7 separate regions of the Mus musculus genome follow, and all the other regions are linked to region 4. Evidence: chromatin contacts called from public HiChIP or PLAC-seq, Micro-C and promoter capture Hi-C data. All regions are on one chromosome and are shown on one strand. Each heading gives the region's core, a stretch centred on a gene start, on an enhancer-like site or on the middle of the called end of the contact. The rest is flanking DNA. Distances are from core to core; before and after follow the strand shown.

Evidence for each region. Promoter capture Hi-C pulls out the DNA fragments that hold promoters and counts their contacts. Hi-C and Micro-C count contacts between places; a contact is called where the count stands out from the background. HiChIP or PLAC-seq counts read pairs in DNA pulled down with a chosen protein or histone mark.
Region 1: an H3K4me3 HiChIP or PLAC-seq map of fetal liver shows a contact between it and region 4, with 4 times the contacts expected there. The contact joins the promoter of Ftsj3 here to the promoter of Mrc2 in region 4. A contact is called at or near these places in 5 of 39 promoter capture datasets (cranial neural crest, embryonic stem cells, hippocampal neurons and 1 more), 6 of 115 datasets of contacts at active chromatin or transcription factors (the NIH/3T3 cell line, embryonic forebrain, embryonic stem cells and 2 more) and 2 of 9 other capture datasets (embryonic stem cells and pancreatic islet).
Region 2: a contact with region 4 is called in an H3K4me3 HiChIP or PLAC-seq map of embryonic forebrain, with 6 times the contacts expected there. The contact joins the promoter of Taco1os here to the promoter of Mrc2 in region 4. A contact is called at or near these places in 13 of 39 promoter capture datasets (the 3T3-L1 cell line, cranial neural crest, embryonic stem cells and 5 more), 8 of 115 datasets of contacts at active chromatin or transcription factors (the NIH/3T3 cell line, astrocytes, craniofacial prominence and 5 more) and 2 of 9 other capture datasets (adipose tissue and embryonic stem cells).
Region 3: a contact with region 4 is called in a promoter capture Hi-C map of embryonic stem cells, with 6 times the contacts expected there. The contact joins the promoter of Limd2 here to the promoter of Mrc2 in region 4. A contact is called at or near these places in 8 of 39 promoter capture datasets (the 3T3-L1 cell line, cranial neural crest, embryonic stem cells and 3 more), 1 of 484 Hi-C or Micro-C datasets (embryonic stem cells), 5 of 115 datasets of contacts at active chromatin or transcription factors (embryonic forebrain, embryonic limb bud, embryonic stem cells and 2 more) and 1 of 9 other capture datasets (embryonic stem cells).
Region 5: an H3K27ac HiChIP or PLAC-seq map of embryonic stem cells shows a contact between it and region 4, with 8 times the contacts expected there. The contact joins the promoter of Map3k3 here to the promoter of Mrc2 in region 4. A contact is called at or near these places in 14 of 39 promoter capture datasets (the 3T3-L1 cell line, 3T3-L1-derived adipocytes, cranial neural crest and 6 more), 1 of 484 Hi-C or Micro-C datasets (embryonic stem cells), 16 of 115 datasets of contacts at active chromatin or transcription factors (the NIH/3T3 cell line, astrocytes, craniofacial prominence and 9 more) and 1 of 9 other capture datasets (embryonic stem cells).
Region 6: a contact with region 4 is called in a promoter capture Hi-C map of hippocampal neurons, with 3 times the contacts expected there. The contact joins the promoter of Smarcd2 here to the promoter of Mrc2 in region 4. A contact is called at or near these places in 5 of 39 promoter capture datasets (cranial neural crest, embryonic stem cells, frontonasal cranial neural crest and 2 more) and 2 of 115 datasets of contacts at active chromatin or transcription factors (the NIH/3T3 cell line and astrocytes).
Region 7: a contact with region 4 is called in a Micro-C map of embryonic stem cells, with 5 times the contacts expected there. The contact joins the promoter of Strada here to the promoter of Mrc2 in region 4. A contact is called at or near these places in 4 of 39 promoter capture datasets (cranial neural crest, hippocampal neurons, liver and 1 more), 1 of 484 Hi-C or Micro-C datasets (embryonic stem cells), 4 of 115 datasets of contacts at active chromatin or transcription factors (the NIH/3T3 cell line, astrocytes and embryonic stem cells) and 1 of 9 other capture datasets (embryonic stem cells).

The regions. Positions count from the first base shown.
Region 1 is chr11:106,254,681-106,257,656 of GRCm38.p6, forward strand. Ftsj3 (FtsJ RNA methyltransferase homolog 3 (E. coli)) reads right to left here and starts at 1,404. Exons shown (of 21, transcript NM_025310.3): 1 at 1,081-1,404; 2 at 905-997; 3 at 640-745; 4 at 106-152; 5 at 1-6. The coding sequence starts at 971. Psmc5 (protease (prosome, macropain) 26S subunit, ATPase 5) reads left to right here and starts at 1,505. Exons shown (of 11, transcript NM_008950.1): 1 at 1,505-1,534; 2 at 2,168-2,239. The coding sequence starts at 1,511.
Region 2 is chr11:106,064,517-106,067,632 of GRCm38.p6, forward strand. It overlaps Taco1os (a long non-coding RNA gene), which reads right to left and starts at 1,525. Exons shown (of 3, transcript XR_003949781.1): 1 at 1,366-1,525; 2 at 1-780. Taco1 (translational activator of mitochondrially encoded cytochrome c oxidase I) reads left to right here and starts at 1,575. Exons shown (of 5, transcript NM_027346.2): 1 at 1,575-2,002. The coding sequence starts at 1,732.
Region 3 is chr11:106,158,837-106,161,760 of GRCm38.p6, forward strand. It overlaps Limd2 (LIM domain containing 2), which reads right to left and starts at 1,340. Exons shown (of 5, transcript NM_172397.4): 1 at 1,215-1,340; 2 at 512-606; 3 at 326-370; 4 at 99-238. The coding sequence starts at 553. Gm10840 (collagen alpha-1(I) chain) reads left to right here and starts at 552. Exons shown (of 2, transcript XM_030246469.1): 1 at 552-622; 2 at 924-2,323. The coding sequence starts at 552. The coding sequence ends at 1,725.
Region 4 is chr11:105,291,145-105,293,902 of GRCm38.p6, forward strand. Mrc2 (mannose receptor, C type 2) reads left to right here and starts at 1,502. Exons shown (of 30, transcript NM_008626.3): 1 at 1,502-1,757. The coding sequence starts at 1,643.
Region 5 is chr11:106,083,205-106,085,962 of GRCm38.p6, forward strand. It overlaps Map3k3 (mitogen-activated protein kinase kinase kinase 3), which reads left to right and starts at 1,383. Exons shown (of 16, transcript NM_011947.4): 1 at 1,383-1,729. The coding sequence starts at 1,726.
Region 6 is chr11:106,271,584-106,274,284 of GRCm38.p6, forward strand. It overlaps Smarcd2 (SWI/SNF related, matrix associated, actin dependent regulator of chromatin, subfamily d, member 2), which reads right to left and starts at 1,389. Exons shown (of 13, transcript NM_001130187.1): 1 at 910-1,389. The coding sequence starts at 1,125. It also overlaps a transcript of Tcam1 not described here.
Region 7 is chr11:106,192,191-106,194,979 of GRCm38.p6, forward strand. Strada (STE20-related kinase adaptor alpha) reads right to left here and starts at 1,413. Exons shown (of 13, transcript NM_001252448.1): 1 at 1,276-1,413.

The DNA.
Region 1 (2,976 bases), core at 154-2,653, 960 kb after region 4:
CCACTCCTAAAAGATGTTAACTCAGTATTACAGGGTGGAGGAAGATGTAGGACAAAATTAGTACCTAACCCACCCCTCCCCCTCAAATACCCAAGAGTCACCCACCTACAATAAGACTGGATACAGGCATAAACTTGGCAGCCACCTGCAGCCTGTGAAAGAGACAGATTTAAATACCTTTCATCCTCCCTTGGCAAGGTGACTTCTCATCCCCTTAAGAGGCACCTGTTAAGTGTAGTGGCCAAATGTCTATGCATACATTCAAGAAGCAACCTGCTGGGCATGGCAACACAGGGCTGCATTACCAGCCACTAAGGAGGGCAAGAGATTAAGACCAAAAGTTCAAGGCCATCCTTGGCAATTTTTCAGCGTCCCTGTCTCAAAATAAAGCAATTGGAGATATAACTCGGTGGTGGAGGGGCTGCCTAGCATGAGTTAAGTCCTTAGCATGAGTTAAGTCCTTAGGTTCAGTACCACAAGAGGGGGAAAATGACGCTCCCTTCCAAAATTTGAGAGAGACACATACTATGGAATATTTAATCTGAATTGTGTAATCGGATTCCCATCCTCCCCGAAAAGCAACTCAAAGCCAACCAGTGCCAGGAACGTGTCATCATAGCAGCCCCTGCCAAACGTTACCATCCGCCAGGCGCAGCACACAGGTCCAACAAGGCCCGGGCTTTCTGCAGGAACTGAAAGCGGCGATTGAGCTGGATCAGTTTGAAGGCAGAGCGCGAACGATAACCTGGATCGTGGAGAGTGGGTGTATAAGGCAATACCGTCTACGGAGGCCTTTCCCAGGAGGAAAGCCTCACAATCCCATAACCCCCTCGAAGGAAAAGGAACTCGGGACTAGAAGAAGCGAAAAGACGGGGATGTTGTTCCTCAGCGCGAACCCACTCACCAGTCTCCTTGGCCAAGTGATAGAACTTGTCCCGCCGGCTCTTGCCTACTTTGCCTTTCTTGCCCATGGCGGGATGGGGGAGTATCACTCACTCTGGGGAGAAAGAAAAAGGTGAGATCGTCTTTCCGAGCACTGGATCTCGCTTCGGTTCCTCAGGCGGTGGAGCAATCACTTACCCAGACGTTAGATAGCCCTTAACTCCGCAGGTTTTCAACTCTTAGGAAGCAGCACATGTAGGCAGTAATCGTACTTCCGCTTCTGCGCGCGTTTCCTACATTCCTGGCGTCATGATTTCCGCCATTTTGAGTGTGGCCAAAATTTTTTTGTCAGCAGGCCTTACAAGTTAAAAGTAGAGGCTAGGAAGTAGAGTGCAATAACTCGTATCCTAAACGCTAGGAAGCATCAACCAGAAGTTCTATATCTCTTCACAAAACTAGTGACCTCCAGTAGAGCCTCTACTAATACAGCCACTGTGTTTGTATCGCCACACACCCCGCCCATTGACCCGGAACTGTTCTCGGTGGTGACCCAGGGCGCATGCTTTCGCCTCCGCGCCTGCGCGATAGAGTGACTTGGATGCCGGCGATCCCTGCCGAGAGAGGGAAGATGGCGCTTGATGGGCCAGAGCAGGTAAGGATTCTGCCGCGGCGGCTGGGCGGCATCCAAGCTGAGTGTGGAGTGCACAAAATCTGAAGTGAGGGGTGGCCACGAGCGAGAGGGTCCAGTGGATCAGGGGTGGGTGGATCACGTCAGACCGGACTCTGCCTGGGACTGGATCTGCTGTGTCAGCGCCGCCCTGAGGAAAGCAGGACAGGGGTGGGTGGAAACTGAATGAAGCTGGCAAGCCGGAATGGCCTGGGCTTCGACCTGGACTTGGTCCCTCTGTTCTGCCTTTGTCTGTAGTAGTTAAACCCTGGGGATGTGTAGCTCTAGCCACAGGGCAGTGCGCTCGGTGGGTATATGGCCCCTTGAGACTCCTAAAAGTCCTCGAAGGTAGGCGGTAATTGCATCCTTGTAGTGGATTCAGAAATGAAGGCTTAGAACCAAGAACTAAGCCTCCGAAGTTCAAACACACAGACCTCGCCCATCGAGATACCAGTTTCTGAGGAAAAGGGAATGGTATTTTCCTGACCTTGTTTCTTAAGCTATATGGTAGAGTGCCTCGAAAATACTTTGGCTTTACCCTTTAGTACTTTATGCCTTTTCTTTTTCTTTTCTTTTCTTTTCTTCTTTTTTTTTTTTAACACTTACACTTGTCTTCAGATGGAACTGGAAGAGGGGAAGGCAGGCAGTGGACTCCGTCAATATTATCTGTCCAAGATTGAAGAACTCCAGGTGAGTACAGACAGCAAAGGGAGCTAGTGGAGGACGGGAGCTGGTAGGTGCAGATTTCTCTGTGTCCTTTTTCCACTGGGAGTGCAGCAAAGAGTTCTTTTCCAATGTTGTTCGTTTGCAGCTCTTTGCTTGTCTGTTTCTTATGTGTATATGTATATATGCCTGCGTAAGCTTATGTGTATCACATATATACAGATGTCTGTGCAAGTCAGAAGAGGGCAGTGGATCCCCTGAAACTTGAGTTACGTACAAATAGTTATGAGCTACTACAGGTGCTGAGAACTAAACCCAGGCCCTCTGCAAAAGCAGTAAGAAACCCTCTTGACTGCTGAGCCATCTCTCCAGCTCCTTTGTAGTCAGGAGGTACCAAGCTGTGTAAGGTAGATTGATAATCTCTTTGATGGGAATAGTGTTTAGTTAGGATTTTTTGTTTGTGTGCTTGCTTGCTTGCTTTTCCAGGTTTTTCGTTTTATGTGTTTGGGTGTTTTGCTTGCATCCAATGTCTGTGCCCTACATTTGCCTGTGAAGGCCAGAAGACAGTGTAGGATGCCCTAGAAGTGGAGTTATAGAAAGTTGTGAGCGGCCATGTGGGTGCTGGGAATCGAACCCAGGTTCTCTAGAGGAGCGGCTGGCTCATTTATCCACCTCTCCGGGCCCAAGAGTCAAATATTACACCTGTAAGGTTGCCACTCCAGAGCCGAGGCAGGAGCAGTGTTTTGAGTTTGAAGCCAGTCTGG
Region 2 (3,116 bases), core at 275-2,774, 770 kb after region 4:
CTGGAACTAGGAAGGAAACACAAGGATAATCTAACAGCTAACATAATGCCCTCCCATAGACATACATGAGAATGAAAGGTAAGTAGATTAATTTTGGACATATCCACTAAGAATATAAAATCTGGGGTCTGGAGAGATGGCTCAGTGGGTAGGAGCACTGACTGCTCTTCCAAAGGTCCTGAGTTCATATCCCAGCAACCACATGGTGGCTCACAACCATCAGTAATGAGATCTGATGCCTTCTGGTGTGTCTGAAGACAGCTACAGTGTACTTATGTATAATAATAAAATAAATCTTTTAAAAAATAATATAAAATCTGTGTCCGTGCCCTTCCCCTCATCCTGCTTATTCAAGGCCATTGTAGAAGGAAACAGAAAGTAAAGAACTTGCCCAAGGTTGCACTACTAAATGGCAGAAACACACTTTGAATTCATCCAGCCTAACTTTAGAGAGCAAGACTTCAAACTGCCTTCACACTGACCTGCTTTTTTAAATGTGTTACGCTCTTGAGACTTAATTCACCCCCCCCCTAGAGAGCTCTTAAAGAGTTTCAAGCAGCTGCTACATTATTTTTTCTTTATTTTTCCATAGTGTCCTTTTTCTCTTGTTTTCTCTGCCAAGAGAACCGATGGTGGAAGGGGCTGGAGAAATAGCTCAGCAGTTAAGGATATTGGTTGCCCTTCCAGAGGACCCAGGTTCAATTTCGATTCTCCATGTGACAGCTCACAACCATCAGTTCCAGGCTATCTTGATGTCAACCTTGGCGGCGGTTTCTTTATCTGTAAAATAAATATCTGAGAACACCAGGCACACATGTAGCGCACAGACATACATGCAGTCAAAACAACCATACACATATATTAAAAATACTTAAACTAATTTTAAAACAACAGATGGAAAACGAAGATAGCAGTTTGACTCAAAGGCTGGCCCGATCTTTTGTCCAGTATGGGTTGGCAAAACAGGCAATGCCATCCTTGTTTACAGAAATGAAATCTAAATCAGAAAGTTTTAAATGACTGGGCAAATCGCTTCTCGTCGGCTGGTGGGGTAGTGGCTTATTTTGTTTGGTTGTTTTTTTTTTTTTTTTTTGTCGTTGTTTGTTTTAATTAAAGTTTTTGCTTTTTTTTTTTTTTTGAGACAAAGTCCTAAGGTTTCCTTCGCCTCTTAAGTGCTGGAATCACAGACATGGCCTGCCACGCCCAGCATTTAGTACTTTTTTGTTTATTGCTTCCTTTTTTTAAACAGGCAACCTTGGCGGCGGTTTCTTTATCTGTAAAATGAACCGACTGAACTACATATTTCTTTTTCAACCAAACAATTCTTATTCTGGACTTGCTCAGTTAGGAAGGAAAGTCAGTCACCTGAATCTCTCCGGGAAGGTGATCTGTCGTTTCCAAGCAACCGGGAGCAAAGAAGGGTTGCGTCACTCCTGGCAGGGGCGGGGTTGGAACGAGTACCGCGAGGCAGCGGAACCAACTTTGCAGAATCCGGGAACGTCTTTTTGCGGCGGACCGGGCAAAGGAAGTGTACTGCACCATTTAGGGTCCCCGCGCCCGGCTCCTTCGCGGTCACTCAAGGCAGTGCAGCGTCAGGAAGAGCCGAACCTCTGAGTTTCTGGAGAGCTGTAGCAGCGGTCTGAACGTCCAGACCGGGTTGTTCCGGGGCCGGACTAGACGGGCTGATTTTAGCTGCTCATCTTTGCACCGCGCAGCCCCTTGTCGAAGCAGATGATGTCTTGGGCTGCCGCCAGCCTGAGAATGACCGCTGTCCCGTGCTTTCGTGTGCGATGCCTCGGGTTCCGCGTGGGTCCTTGGGGCGCCTCCCAGCATGCAAACCCCGGCTGTGGTGCAGCGCCACACAGGACGCTGCATGTCAGCGCGACGGCCTCGGCGGGACACAATAAGTGGTCTAAAGTCCGGCACATCAAGGGCCCCAAGGACATGGAAAGGAGTCGAATCTTCTCTAAACTCACTCTCAGTATCCGCCTGGCGGTTAAAGGTGAGAACCTGGTAGTCCTCACTGCTGGTCACTGAAGCTCTTTAGGTGCCTAAGGCTTCATTTAGGACCGTCCCCCCAACCCCCAGTTGTCATAATTGTCCTACTCATAACCCTCAAAGCACTTACTTACACTGGATATACCTGTTTTCCTTTTCAAAGACCTTCAGAGACCCGCCCTTAGATAAAAATGACTTCATCTAAGGGTATAGTTAGAAGGTACTTCATAGAAATACGCCTTAAGAAAGTGTGGCAGCGCGGCCGGCTTGCCCGATTTCCGCGAGTTGGTTCTGTCGGTGCCGGTCGCGGGTTCCCGTGTCGTTCCGGTCTTTTTCCGCTCCCGAACCTTTGTTTTATTTTGCCGGGCGAGGTGGCGCATGCCTTTAATCCCAGCACTCAGGAGGCAGAGGCAGGCGGATTTCTGAGTTCGAGGCCAGCCTGGTCTACAAAGTGAGTTCCAGGACAGCCAGGGCTACACAGAGAAACCCTGTCTCGAAAAACAAAAAACAAAAAACAAACAAACAAAAACAAAAAACAAAAAAAGAAAGTGTGGCAGAAGCCGGAGGCCTCGAACCAGACCAATAATTCATGGCAATGGACATTTGCAAGTGAAGCTGTTTGGACAAAAGAATATCCAGTGTGACACTCCACAACACCGCAGCTTCTGCTTCTACATCAGGGATGGGTTTGGTTTGGTTTTGTTTAGGGGAGGGAGACTGCAAGCGTGGAGAGGATGGATCTGGAGGGATGACAGGATCAGTGTGAGATTGGGGTGCATGATGCGAAATTCACAAAGAATCGATTTAAAAAGTTAAAGATATTTATCAAATAAAATGACTGGAAGAGGGAAAAGGAAAAAATAAAGCATAAAGAGTCAAGTCAGGGCTTGGAGAGATGGCTGGGCGGTTAAAAGCACTTGCTGCTCTTGCAGAGGACCTGGGTTTGTTTCCCAGCACCCATGTGACATCTAACAACTACCTTAAACTTCAGTTCCAAGGTACCCAATGTTCTCTTCTGGCCTCCTCAGGCACTGCATGCATCATGCATGCAAGCACATGAGCAGGTCTTGTAAGGAAGAAAGAGAAAGAAAGTGCCTTTCTTGAAGGGACTAACCATG
Region 3 (2,924 bases), core at 90-2,589, 870 kb after region 4:
TGGAAGCAGAGAACATCTGGGTCAGTCTGGGGCAGGGCGGGAAGGTAGGGTAAGGGTGGGCAAGTAGGTGGGCAGGCCGGGACAGGGCAGGAGCGCACCTGAGTTTGGTGTGGCAGTGTTTGCAACAGAAACAAGAGTTGTGGAAAATGAGCTTGTCTGCCACCAGCCGCTCCATCGGGTACACAGTCTTCTGGCAGGCTGCACAGGTCTCCTTCACCTGAGCCCGCAAGCTAAAGGACTGTGGAGTAGGAGCAGAGTACACTTAGCAAGAAGCCGGGTTAGCGCCGACCCTTTCCTCTGCCCACACCCACCCTTAGGACCCTACCTTAGACCGCTGTACCGTGCTGCTGCCACTGCTGCCTTTGGCTTCCTGGGGGAAGAGGAAGAGTCAGAGGGGTCAGCTCTCCGGTGGCCCAGCCCACATCCCAGGGGCACTCGAGGTGGCACAAGGTGCCAAGCAAACAAGCTGCTCTTGTCCCCTTGACTCCTCCCCACCTGGCTGGACACCTACATGAGAGGGGGTGGCCTGGGCGGCTCCGGCAGCTTGGAACATGGCTCTTCAGAGGTGCTTGGTGGCCCTGGAGGAGATGCCGAGCCAAGAGGGTTCTGCAAGGGGAAGTCAGTCAGTGGGGCCCCATGAGCCCTCCCCCACTCTGCAGGCTGGGGTGTTTTTAGGCAGGGGGTTGGGGGGCTGCGGTTGGGACTTTCCCTAAGTCATTTCCTGTTGCTCTGGGTCTTGCCACTTCCGCCCCTCACCCACCCCCAACAGCCTACCCGCCCCTCATACAGCCCCCAAGGGTTAGGGGGTCCCTGAGTGGAAACATATGTGGAGACAGAACAAAGTTAGCGAGAGTGGCCGGGGACAGGGGCTCCACGGTCTTTGCCTGTGGGAAGCACAGGCAGAGACCCCGCCTGGGATGAAGGGAGGTCAGCAGAGGTCTGGGCAGGGTACCGCCAGACCCGCGCGCCCCCTCACCGGGCTTAGACGTCCAGCCCCTAGACAGTGCTGGGCCCGACCTCCTGCCTGGCCAGGCTGCGCTGCCTCCCGCGCCCGCTCTTCGGGACCCCAGACCCCGAAACCCCACCCCACCACGAGCCGGCCCTACGGGACCGACGCGAGCCTCGGGATCCCCGCGAGCGCAACGCGCGAACCGCCAGGCGGCGTCGGCCCCGCAACGCTCCGCGCCCCTCCCCCCGGCCGCCGTGGGTCTCACCGGGCCCGGCCTGCGCCGCGGGGCGGGGGTCGGTCGCTGCGGGACCGCCTCGGGTGCAAGTGGCGCGGGCGCGAGCTGCCGCCGCTGCCAGTGGTCCCCGAGCGGCAGCCGCCGCCTCACCGCGGCGCCGCCCCCGCCGGCCCCCGCCCCGCGCCCGCCCATTGGCTCCGCGCGCCCGGGGCCGCCTCCGGGAGAAGCCGCCGCCGACCCCCCTCTGTGCTTTGTCTTTCCCTTGCTCGCCGTCCCCCCGCCTTTGTCTGCCCCCACATCGCTTTCACAGCCCGCGCTCTCCCGCCTCCCGGAGCCAACCTCCTCTGCCGCTCGTGGAGAAGGGACGACGGCGGGGACCGAATCGCAGATCTCGGGAGGAGACGAGTTCAGCCTGCGATCGACACGCAAGGCTCTTCCGGCGCGGACCTTCAGAAATGGCCTGGGCCTTTACTGCCTCGGTTTACCCGTTAGCCGTTGTGAACGCAGTCCCATTAGCTCCGCCCCCTTCTTGCGCTCTTAAGACCCAGTAGTTTGAGGCACCCCACTGTGGGGACTCGGGAGGCAGGTCCACTGGCAGCCACGGAGTCCTACAGAGGAAGATGGAGGCGGCTCGTAGTCCCTCCGTATACCCCGATGTTAGGCCAAGGGAGCCGGCGGTGGGCCCATGTCACTACTGAAGGGGTGTGACAGATCCGCTATCCGAGAACTGCAGCCTTGTGGTTTCCGAAATCACCAGCCCCCTTAAGCTCGACATCCTAAATGGTTTCTGTGACCAGATTTTGTGGGATTAGTAACCTCGGGCCTTGCCATGGCCCAGGTCAAGCCCCTATCTGAAAGGACCCACTTCCTTGCATCAAGCACACCTTGTTCCACCGAAGGGAGCAGAGAGCCATTTAGGCTGGAGTTGTTTAGAGAACAAAGTGCAACAAGAGCTGCTTTTGCCGCTCCGCCCCAGCCCACTGCACAGCAGGTTGAGGGGAAGGACTCTAGGCAGCAGCATCTAGGGCACAGACTTCTGCTGAGGGCTTTGCCTGAAGCCCAGCTGGAGACTGTCTTCACACAGCCCTCGGCGACATATTTCCACACCCCTGTAACAGGAATAAAACTGGTGGCTCTAGCGCAGGCCCACGCGTGTCAGGGAACAGAACAACTTACCGCCTCCTGCCTGGCAGGGGAACAGGGAGGCAGCAGGCAGCATCACCCATCCCCACCCGCGCCCCACTGTGGTGCTAATGCACCCACGCTGAGCTTCGCTTTTCTCCCTCAGCCTCAGGTCGATGTTTGCCTGCACTGAGGCTCAGCCTGGACTTCGTAATGGGTGTTCCTCCACAACTAGGGGTGACTCTTCCTAGGAAAAATTATCCACACCTATCATCAGATTCTCCAAGGGAGCTGTTTTGTACAAGAAGGGTGAAGCCCTTAGGGACACCAGGCAGCTGCTCCGGGGCACTGATTGGCAGCCCGCCCTGCTGGGACCATCTGTGGGCAGAGCTGGAGAAAGCTACCACAGTCAGCAGTTAGCTAGGAGGAGGAAGGATCGAAAGCAGCTAACTGTGGGCCCACGCCAGCGTTCTGAGTTCGAAGCCACCCAGGGCTACAAGTCATATCCTGGTACACACGGACACACACACAAAAAATTTTTTTAAGTATCTGAGAAAAAGTTGGGCAGGGGCTAGAAGCGCTGGAGTGTCACATGAGCTTCTGTCACATGCCATTTCA
Region 4 (2,758 bases), core at 252-2,751:
ACCTTAGGATCCCAAGACATGTCAAACCAAGAAGAGAGGCTCCATGGGGCCAGTGAAGCTGTGAACACTTTCCAGAAGCCAATCTGCAACCCTGCTCAAGTTAGCCTTAGGGTAAGGGGTTTTGTTCACTTGGCTGACAGTCAGGGCTGTGGCTAGCAGAACCTTTCCAGGGGCCTGCAGGTGCTCCTTTTGGGGACCTGCAATCAGTGGGCTATATTAAGCCAAGAATCTCAGTTGGCAGAGTTCAGAAGGGCTAAGGTGGAGCCTCCCTGGAGCAGAGCCTTTATTGCAGAGATACAGAAAGAGTACCTACAACAGGAGTCATGAAAAGTCATGTTTGTTATTTCAAAAAAAAAAAAAAAAAAAAAAAAAAAAGCCCCTCAGTGGCCAGTCCAGGAAACAATAAAACTTATATTACAGTTTTACAGTGTTTTGATCTCTTGTGATGGGAGAAGGTGAGTCTGCTTTGTGCTGTTGGACTCCAGAAATCTCAAGCCTGTTCTCAGCTGGAGCTCCCAAGCATCACTTTCAAGACTGGGAAATCAGAGGTTAGGTGTCGGCTGCTCTCCAAAATCCAGATTCTCAGCCCAGTGCTTTGCTCTGCCATCTGACCTGTTGCATAATGCTAAGTAACTGGATTGTCTTCATGAAATTTCCGTTTTGTTCTTTGCTACCGGCCAGCAGCCCAGCTGGTGGGAATGATGTAGGTCTTCTGGGACATCCAGTGGACCGCTTTTGTCCCAGGTCTCTGGATACAGCGGCCCCTATCAACTCAAGTGTTACATTCTTTGTGCCAGGGACACTGACACAGGAGTCACACATGCTGAAACAAGATGATCAAGAATTGTTTGCGCTGCTCACAAGCAACAGGAGCTCTACCTTCCCCTCCCCCAACCTCCGCACGGGTGGCGCGGAGTTCTGAGCTCCTCCTCTTCCCCATCAGAAATAGGGGAGGGGGGTCTTAGGAAAGGAAATAGCTGATGCTCAGCGCCTAAAACCTGGCAGAAGAGGCTGGATGGAGGGGATGCTGGGGGCCCAAGACTGGCCACCTGAGTCAGTCGCGCATCCCATCCTTCGGCTGGCCAGGCCTCGCAGCAGCCCAGGCTTCGCCACGCGGTGAAGTTCTGCGGAAAGTTTTGCAGTTGCTTCGCCTCTCGCGCCAGCAGGAGAAGCTGTGACGCAGCGTCTGGGGCTCCAGGCCCGGTCTGAAAAGAGAGGGTAGACAAGGCGGGAAGGAATTAAGAAGCAGAATAGGGGAAGATAAAGAGCGCACACTGGGATCCTTGTGGACCTCGCTGATCCTCTTCTCCAGCCTTCGCCTCCTCTCCCTCCCGACACGCACTCCCTTGCGGCCGGGTCCCCAGCCCTGCGCCCCCGCGCCTCCTCCGTCCCCTCCCACGCTGCCCGCTTCCCTTCCCCTCTGCCCCTCAAACCCTCCTCCAGGGTTCTGCGCTCCTCCCTCCGCCCTCCCTCTGCGGGGCCTGCCTCCTCCCTCCTCCTCTCCGGGAGGCATCACTTCGTCCGGACCCGGAGGAGGATGCGATCCCCTCGCCGGCGGTCATCTGAGCACAGCGCTAGGGCTGTCTCTGCACGCAGCCCTGCCGTGCGCCCTCCGTACTCTCGTCCTCCGAGCGCCGCAGGGATGGTACCCATCCGACCTGCCCTCGCGCCCTGGCCTCGTCACCTGCTGCGCTGCGTCTTGCTTCTCGGGGGACTGCGTCTCGGCCACCCGGCGGACTCCGCCGCCGCCCTCCTGGGTAAGGCGCTGCCAACTTGGCCAACTTCGGGAGTCGGGCCTCTTGACTTTTCCCTCCTTTTTTTCTCCCATCTTTTCTGAAGAAGTGCGTGCGTGCGTGTGTGTGTGTGTGTGTGTGTGCGCGCGCACGCGTGTGTGTGCGTGTGTGTGTGTGTGTGTGTGTGTGTGTGTGTGTGTGTGTGTGTGACTGGATTTTTTAAATTCGTCTCCACTTTTCTGGGAGCAAGGGAGGAGATGGGAGGAGGAGCGCGCCTGGAGGTGGGGGAGGACCTGAGTGGAACCAGATGTGGCAGGCGGCGGGGGAGGGGAGCCAAGGCACCGCGGCCTGGGAGGGAGAGGGAGGGCTGGTGTCCGGGCCACCCGGACCCCCGGCGCTCGCCCCGCGCTGGTCTGGGTACCTTGATATACAACCAGAGAGCCAGAGGCGCATTGTTTCTTACTCTGTACGTGAGGGGTCAGTCTGTTCAGCGTCTGGCAATGGGGTCTTTATGTTTTCTTACTTGGTCTTTAAGGACAGCTTGTGGCAGAGGACTTATGCACCGTTCGATCGTAACCCTGTGGAACAGTTTTGTGCCAGGAGAACCGAATGCGCGTGCGTGCGTGTGTGTGTGTGTGTGTGTGTGTGTGTGTGTGTGTGTGTGTGTTCGTTTCTCACTTTGTGTGTTCAATTCTGATCAAATTGGCACTTCTCCAGAGTGGACAGTCTTTGGTGCAAAAGAGTTTCTAAAGATACAAACCACAACCCACAGAAGACCAACCACACAAGCCCCCCAAACTGCACCCTTCTCTTTTCTGTATGTTTTTTTTTGTTGTTGTGTTGTTGTTGTTGTTGTCGTCGTCGTCGTCGTTATTTTAGAACTATCTGAAATGTGAGGTCAGACAGGTCCCTCGACAAGAACCTGAACACTCATAAACATTGATAGGGTAGATCTTGGGGGGCAGAGGCACTCAGAATTTTAAAAAATGTGCTGGGTGTTGCCTCCACATCCCCTTTTTATGTTT
Region 5 (2,758 bases), core at 133-2,632, 790 kb after region 4:
GAGAGAGAGAGAGAGGACAATAAAGTTAATAGTATGGGTTGAGAGTGGGGATGAAGAAAAAGAATTGCGTAAGACACTCCTTAAGAGATCTGATACTCCAAAGCCACCTCCTAAGGTAAGTGTTTCTAAATGACAACTGAAAATGGCATCAGATTTTTCTGGAATCTGAAATATGTCATTGGAACTGTCTCCAGAGAAAGGGAAGCCACACTAACTGTGGTAGAGTTGGAATCTTAAGACTGGGTGTATGAATTATTGAAACAATGGAGGTTGAAAAAGTTAATCACAATGCTCTTTTGAAAGATCACACAGCCAGTACAATTGTTTTGAGACAATATTTAGTGGCACAGGAAGCACAAAAGTGTAAGCACACCAGAAAACAATATGAAGTTATTTTTTGTCTAACGTTGCATATCTAGGTAGGAAATAGATAAAACTATCTTCAGGGTAGGGCTTTTCTTTCTGTTTTCCTGCACTTTTAAGTTTTCTTTTAAAAACGTGTCTCGCTTTTATAATTCTAAGAGCAAAACTTGTCCAAAAGCAACTCTAGCAGAACTCAGAATGTGGGGACCCACATTCCAGCACTAGCCTAGCCTTTGAAGACGGAGTATCAGGTGTGGCCTCGGAGGTCTGAGACCCAGGGGGATGAGAGAAGTAACAAGACCATCCCCCTGCCTGTAAGCCGAGGCTACTCAGGGTATCGCGCAGCTCAAGTAGCCTGAAAGCATCGAGCCAAACCTTCCCTGCCCAATCCGCGCCAGACACTTTGCCCCAGCAGGGGCCGGACACCTCAGCACCTCGAGGTCGCCAACAACCGACAACCATAGGGCCGAAGGTTTTCTTTTTCTGAGGGCCTCTACAGAAGACGACTTTGCAAGGCGCCAGGCCGGGGTAGCCGCCGAGGGGAACGGCGCCAGCCCGCGCGCCCGCCGAGGGTTCCGCAACTGAGCAGAGGGTTGTGGGCGGAGCCTCAAGCCGGAGCAGTGATTGGAGCAGCCCACACCTTGGCCAGAGAGGCTGAGAGCGCCAGCTAGCGACACTCCGCGGCGGGTACTCAGCGCTCTCTCCGTGATTGGCTAGGCGCGAGAGGACGGGCGCTGTCTCAGTGATTGGCAGGCTCTAGCCAGCCCTCGGAAATCGCCTTGACTTCGCCCATTGGCATCCTGTGAGAGTAGGCGGGATTGGTCCGTCGTGATTAGCTGGCGGATGAGAGTGAGGGCGTTGGGAGAGAGCGGGGAGGAGGAGGCGGGAGTATCTGACTTCCTCCTGGTTATTGGCTGGTAATGAGAGTGGGGGTAGTGCCAAGGCCCAGCGGCTGCATGCGATTGGCAGATGCTGGCATGAGTGACAGGCTGCAAGGCTTGCTGCGCGCCCAGCGGTTTGTTTTTCGGAGCGTTCCTGAGGTGGAGAACAGTGGCCGGTCGGAGCGTCTTCTGGACTTCAGGACTCGCAGGCGGCCCGGTCGAGTGGCGCCGCCGAGGCCGGGTTGGGCCGAGCCTGGGAGCGCCGGGGATGTAGCGGGCCAACCTGCTCATGCCACAGCGCCCGGCCGCGGCCGGAGCCGGAGCCTGGGGAGGCGGCGGGGGCCCCGAGCGCAGCCCACGGCCCCCGCGCGGAGCCAGGCCCGCTGCCGTCCCCGCCGCCCGCTCCCCCGGCATGCAGCCCCGGCTGCGGAGGTGACACTTCTGGGCTGTAGTCGCCACCGCCGCCTCCGCCATCGCCACCATGGGTGAGTACCGCCACCGCCCCGGCCTGTGCCCGCGCTGCTTCGCGACGCCCCGCCCCAGGCTGAGGGGAGGAGGACCCTGGGCCGCCGCCTGACAAGGCATGGACAGTTCGCCGGGCCCGGGGCTGAGGATCGCGGACCGCTCGCCTCTCCGCGGTGCCTCGATCGGGGCGCCGTTCTGGCTACCTCCGGGGGTGCCCTACCGGCCAAACCCACTCGGCAACTCTCTTTCCGGGCATGCGGCCGGCGTATCCCGGGGAGGGGTCTGCGGGACCGAGGCCCGTCGGGCGGCCCACTGCGGTCCCCAGCGAGCTGGCGCGCGAGCTTGAGGGTGGGGGAGCCGGAGCTCAGTGTGGGGCCGGGGCTGGAGCCTGGTGCAGGCCCAGCTGCTGTTGTGTCTTTTCCTTGATTTGCTTTTTTTTTTTTTTTTTTTTCCTGCCTGTGTCATTTCCTTCCCTTTGCTCACACAGGCTGGCCTGTGAGTTCCCGGGGCTTTGCTCTGGAGCTCTGTGCGCTCTCCTGCGCGGGGGAGGGGGACGCGGGGGGAGGGTATGCGGGGCATCCACTGCGACGCTATTCGACGCGGATCCCTGTTAGCAATAGCAGGCTTGAGAAATGCGAGCTGCGCTCCTCGCAGATTACTGGAAGTTAAGAATCCTTGAGCGCTGAGGGTTATAACTCAAACCCTACTTTTGGAAAAACCCGGCTTTTATATTTATCCTGCGCTACCCCTGCAACTATGTAACTTTTTGAAAGAGGCATTCGGTACATAAAAGGATCACTATGAAATCATTTCCTTTTTGTCAGTATTTGTAATTCTCCTGTGAAGATGTAATCTAAGAAAAGTTTTTTTAATGCCTTCTACAAAATATTTGAGCTGTTTTATATATATTTTGCATAATTTTGGTTCTTTATCAAAAAGTCTTGGACTTAGCTAAGGAATGTGTGACATTTTAAATATATTTTGCTTCCCCAGTTGGGGCAGGTATTGTGATGCTCATTTTCCTGGTCTCAATCAGGTTTTGCAAAAAT
Region 6 (2,701 bases), core at 139-2,638, 980 kb after region 4:
ACTTGAACCAGAGCTCTGGGGAATGAGGAGCGCCACATGCAGAATCAGGCTGAGTTCCCAATGCACTGACCACGGGTCCTGTCTCTGCTTGTCAATGGCCTTTGATGCTGCAACCTGAGACAGCTCTCTGCCAAGACAGAAGGGTCAGGGCAGTACCCTGTGCAGCCCAAGACCAGCAGGACTCCACAAAGCCTCCCTGCTCCTCCAAACTTTACTGGACACTGGCATCAAGAAGGAAAGCCCCGTACAGAGGATATCTTGAATGGTCTGTTAATGGGATCGGGCCTTCTTCAGACCTGGACACAGCTATTTCTAATCTATCCTGGAGTTATCTGGGCCCAATCTCTTTAGTCTCCCATTTCGTAGGAAGCCTGGCTTCCTTCCTCCTCAACTTGAGCAGCTGGGAGCCATCTCAGACATACTAACGCTCTGCCAGTTCCCAACTAGGAAGAAAAAAAAAAAAAAAAAGAAAGAAAGAAAGCCAAGGCAGAGATGCAGTGGGACCGAGGCCAAAGAAAGAGTAACCCTGTTTTCTCACTAACGACCCTCTTCCAAATTTTCCTCACCACATCCCGGGTCACTCCCTCACCTCCACTCCGGGACCTGTCTTACACTTTCAACCTGATTGCCCACAATTCTCTAGATCTCACGAAGCCTCCATCTCTAAGTTACTCGGAGCCAAGAAGCCCCGGGACTCCTCTAACTGCTCAAGCCCTCCACCGCAGAGGGCTTTCACCCTTTCCCCAACACTGCCTCCAACCCCGAGCCACTAACCAAGGGACTCTGGCCTGCCCGCCACCAGCCCTCGACAGTTCCTCCTGCAGTGTCCCCTGGGCCGCCTGTCCTCACCTGAGGCCCCAGGGAGACCGACACAGCGCCCTCGCGGCGCCGCTCGCCTGCCCTCCTCACCTGGTACTGCGCCGCGGGGCCAGCGGGGCCCATGGGGCGGAAGGCGGCGGCCCCCGGTACCCCCATGCCTCCAGAAGGCCCCGGGCCCCTGAGCGCCGGGCTGGGCAGCATTCCGGGTCCCGCAGGCGGAGGCGGCGCACCAAGGGCCGCGGCAACGGCGCCGCCGCCGGGGCTCAGCGGAGGCAGCGGGAACCCGCCCGCGCCACGGCCGGACATCACTCTGTCCCGTCCCGCGGTGCAGCGATCCGGCCTCCGGTCTCCGTGTTGAGTCCGCTCCGCGAGCTACGTTCCGCGATCCGGGACTTCCCGATTTTACTACCGGGTTCCGGGATCTTCTACTCCAAGTTCGCAAGTTCTTTGCAGCCCGGCTTTAGGATCCCGCGGCCCCTCTGACTCCGCTCCTGCCAGGGATACTCCAGATCCGGGATGTGCCGCGAGCCCGCAGGCCTCTCCCGGCCTCCGGAGGTTTGATCGCCGGAGTCCAGTTACCCAGAGGCGGTTACGAACTCCCAGCCCCGCCCAACCTAGACCCTGCAGGCCCCGCCCCTGCCCGGCAACCCAATCGAGAATGCCTCTTTAAATCCCGCCCTCGCGAGACCCGCCTCAAACCAGCACCTCCCATAACTGACGGCCTTAGAGCCCCGCCCTTGGGGGAGGCGGCCTTTTCCCGGAGGAGCGGGAGCGGAAGCTGCACGCGGAAGCGCGGAGGAGAAAGGCGTGGGGTCAGAGTTCGAAGGTCGCGTAGGGCCGTCCGAACTGTTAGGTGTTTGCTGTTTGCTCCGTAGTGCTGCTGCCTCGGCGAGATCCCCGATATGGCCCATCCAAAACAGTTCCGTCAATTCTGCGTCTTCAAGCCTTAAAAATAAGCGATCCGCGGCGGGAAAGCCGCCAACCACTTTTTAAGAGCCCATCTCGGGGCCGGTGGCATAAGGCACCCCACACCCACCCACCCATCTACCCCCAGAAGCCTGTATTGGTTGCTCCGCGCTTCCAAGGACATGGGCGGCCCCAGACGTGACCCAGCTGAGTGAAAGCTTGGCTTGGCCCAACTCCGAGTACTTAACTGCACTAACTTGCCCGTGCCTTTCTTTAAGGAAGCCTGGTAATTCGCAGAAAATGTTTTTAGGTGAAGGGATTTTGCATGCTGAGAGAACTCCAGGTACTGAAATAAGTTTTATCCAGTTTGTATAGGACTTAGTTTTGAAAAGTTGAGAATCAGCCGGGCGTGGTGGCAAACGCCTTTAATCCCAGCACTTGGGAGGCGGAGGCAGGTGGATTTCTGAGTTCAAGGCCAGCCTGGTCTACAAAGTGAGTTTTAGGACAGTCAGGACTACACAGAGAAACCCCGTCTCGAAAAACCAAAAAAGAAAAGAAAAGTTGAGAACCTTTTCAGAAACCACTGGCTTCGGCTATGTTATAGACCTACCCTCTGTCAATGTGGTATCTCCTACCCACGGTATAGAATAGTGCTACTTAACTAGGCACTGAAAATCCTCAGAATCAGGTTGGGGGTGTAACTCAGGTTATAGCGTGCACAAAGCCCTGGGCTTGAACCCCAGACTGCATCAACTACATGGTGGTGCATCCTCAAAATCCCAGCACACAGGAGGAGGCAGGTGGGCCAGAAGTTCAGGATGGTTCTCAGCTGCATCACCAGTTGATTCTACAGGAGACCCTATATCAGAAGAAAGCCGAGCTTTTTGTTAAAATGTGGTTTATGGTTCAATGAAATGGGGGCAGGGTACAAGATTCTGTATTTCTTTTTTGGTTTTTCAAGATAGGATTTCTTTGT
Region 7 (2,789 bases), core at 163-2,662, 900 kb after region 4:
TATATGTATGTATATATGTGTATATATATGTATGTGCTTGTGTGTGTATGTATGTATATATTTATGTGTGTACCTGTTTCTATGCTTGGTGAAGCTAAAGGACATTGTGTATTCTACTCTATCACTCTGGACACAGGCTGACAGCCAGCAAGCTCTGGTGTTTCTCTTGTCACAGGCTCATGGCCACACATGGCTCTCTACATGAGTTCTGGAGACGGCAGCATATCTTCCTATCTACAGAGACACCTCTCCAACCACCCAACCATACTATCGCCTCATTATCTCTCCCACTACAACAGGTACCGATAGGAGAATTCACTTGTTCTGACAGACTTTTTTTTCTTCTATTTTTACCGCTGGTCCTCCAAACTTTATGTCGGAGGTCACAACTATAAACCCAGCCAAAAAATCTTCTAAGAAACCTAATTAAAGGGTGAAGAGAGTTGACCAGTTTCCGTACTATAACTAATGGTTAAACTATTAAGTTCCTGCACTACGGCAGAAGCAAGTTAGCAATTTTCTTTTTGGTAGTGTGGAGAATGGAAAGCAAGTCCGCACTGATGTTAATCAAGAACTCAGGCGCTGAGCCACGCCCACAGTCTCAAATTTGGTTAATCAACCCTCAAGGATCTGAGTCAGTCTCAGGTGTTGGGTACCTCCGGATAAGGTTATCAACTATCATGAAGACCCATCCAAACACTGGAACATAGTTCTACTTCAACGGGTATTTCAGTAAGACCGAGTCCAACCGTCTGGGAGAAAGGGGTCAAATTGAAGTACCTTAGGGTCTTAGCAGAAGACTGAGTTGAGAAGTTATCTATTTCCTAAAATTATGAACAATTTTATTTAGCCACTCCCCTTCTGTCATGCTCACTCTCCGCCACCATACTCGGTCCCCAAAACTGCTGGGACACTTAAGACAACACATTTAGAAACTCTTCGTTTTGACCAAAGCAGAGAATAGCTCTGATCTTGCTTCCGTATGAGAACTCAACCCCATTTGGAAGCCCCGGAAAAGGTGGGGAGGCCATGCGGTAGCTAGCCTCTCCGGTCCGGCAACTCTGCTCAGCATCTCCCCAGCCAGGCCCAAGCCTAATTTTGCTCTCAGGCTGTAACCTCAATGCGGGAACCCAGAACCCAGGTTAAATGAGGGCCAGAGGAGGGCGAGGGTGAGCCGGGATGGCCACTTGAGGCTCACCCCCGAGGACACGGACTCGGAGTCTGGCAAGAGGGATTATCCCTGGGAGCGCACCAGGCGGCTCCGCCACCGGGTACCTGGTCTAGGAGTCAGAGCGCAGTACCGACTCCGTCTCGGCTCCGCCTCCTCAGTTTTGTAGCCGCGCTGCCGCCAGGCCGGTTGCTGGGAGGGAGGTACGCAACGTGACATGCGCAGTGGAGGGACCCAGGGAGACTGGCCGAGCCTCGCCCCTCCCCTTCACGGAACAAGCCCCTCCTACTCCCGCCCCACGGAGGAAGTCCCGCCCCTCCCCTACGGAGAAGCCCTGCTTTGCCCCACCCAAGAAGGGAGCTCCGCCTCTTGCCTCCAGCAGAGGAAGTCCTGCCTTGCCCGGTTCTCAGAAGATGCTCCGCCTTACCCCCTGCCCACTAAGGACTCTGCTTCGTCTCGCCTCGCTTCACCCCACCCATCCCAGTGGAGGAAGCTCCGCTTTTCCCCAGAGAGAGCTTCTGCTTCCATCCCACGTTACCGTTACCGGACATGCTAGACCCGCAGTCGCTTCGTCAGGGAGAGAGTTATTAACTAGTCTTTTTTCCCCTTTGCTGAGGTCGTTCCTTATCTAGGACGAAGGCAGGTTTCCCCACGTATGTGGAAGCGAAAGACCTTGTCATTGTTGCAGTTCCAAAGGACCCTAGAGTCTCCCTCGAGTCTCTGTACCCCTCCTAACCCAGCAGCAAGAAAAGGGGCAAGGGCTAACTATAGCTATTGACTTGGCTACCAGGGGTATTCCCACCCCTCATCCCACACTCTGCGGTTCCCAAATCCCAGGTGCCATTTCACCTGGTAGGACTCCAATTGAAAAACAAGTCTTTCTTGGGTCAGTCTCAGGCAATAGAACAACAAAGAGGAAACTTACCCTTTGTGCCCAAAGTTCCTTCTCCTTAAAGCACAGAAAATAGCTCAACTAAACGAGAGCTATGGTTTGTTTTTTGTTGGGGTTTTTTTTTTTTTTTTTTTTGTCCCTAAGTGCTTCATAACTATTTTTTGGTAGTGAGGTATTTTTGAGATAGTGTCGCATGTAGTCTGGACTGGCCTTCAGATCAGCTTCCCTCTGCCTCTGCTGGGATGGGATTAAAGACTTGGTGGTATGTCCTCTATTAGCAGAAACCTGTGATGAGTTTGCCTTTATGAAAAAAGACAGCAGGGGCCAAACCATATAGGACTAATAAAATGAGGACTCCGTTTTATCATGAAGTGATTTTTAGTCACTTCAGTTACTGTGGAGTGAGGGCCCAATACATCTGTGTACATACTGTCAAGTAATGAATACTTGTTTTTTTTCCTGTCTCAGATTTATACCAGTCGACTAACTTCCAAGAATTTTAAGTTTGGCCACATCATACAGGAACTTGGAAACGCACACTACCCTCACCTGAAGATCTCAATGTTTTACACACAGCTGTAACCTTGCCTAGTGCGTTTAACATGCCAAATTTGTTCTCAGTCTCACCACATTTCATCATCAAACAAACATCACGAACTCACAAAAAGCAAGGGGACTGGAGGAAAATGCAGTTTCTGCCAGTTCACATGGTCTTTGGAATCCAGAATA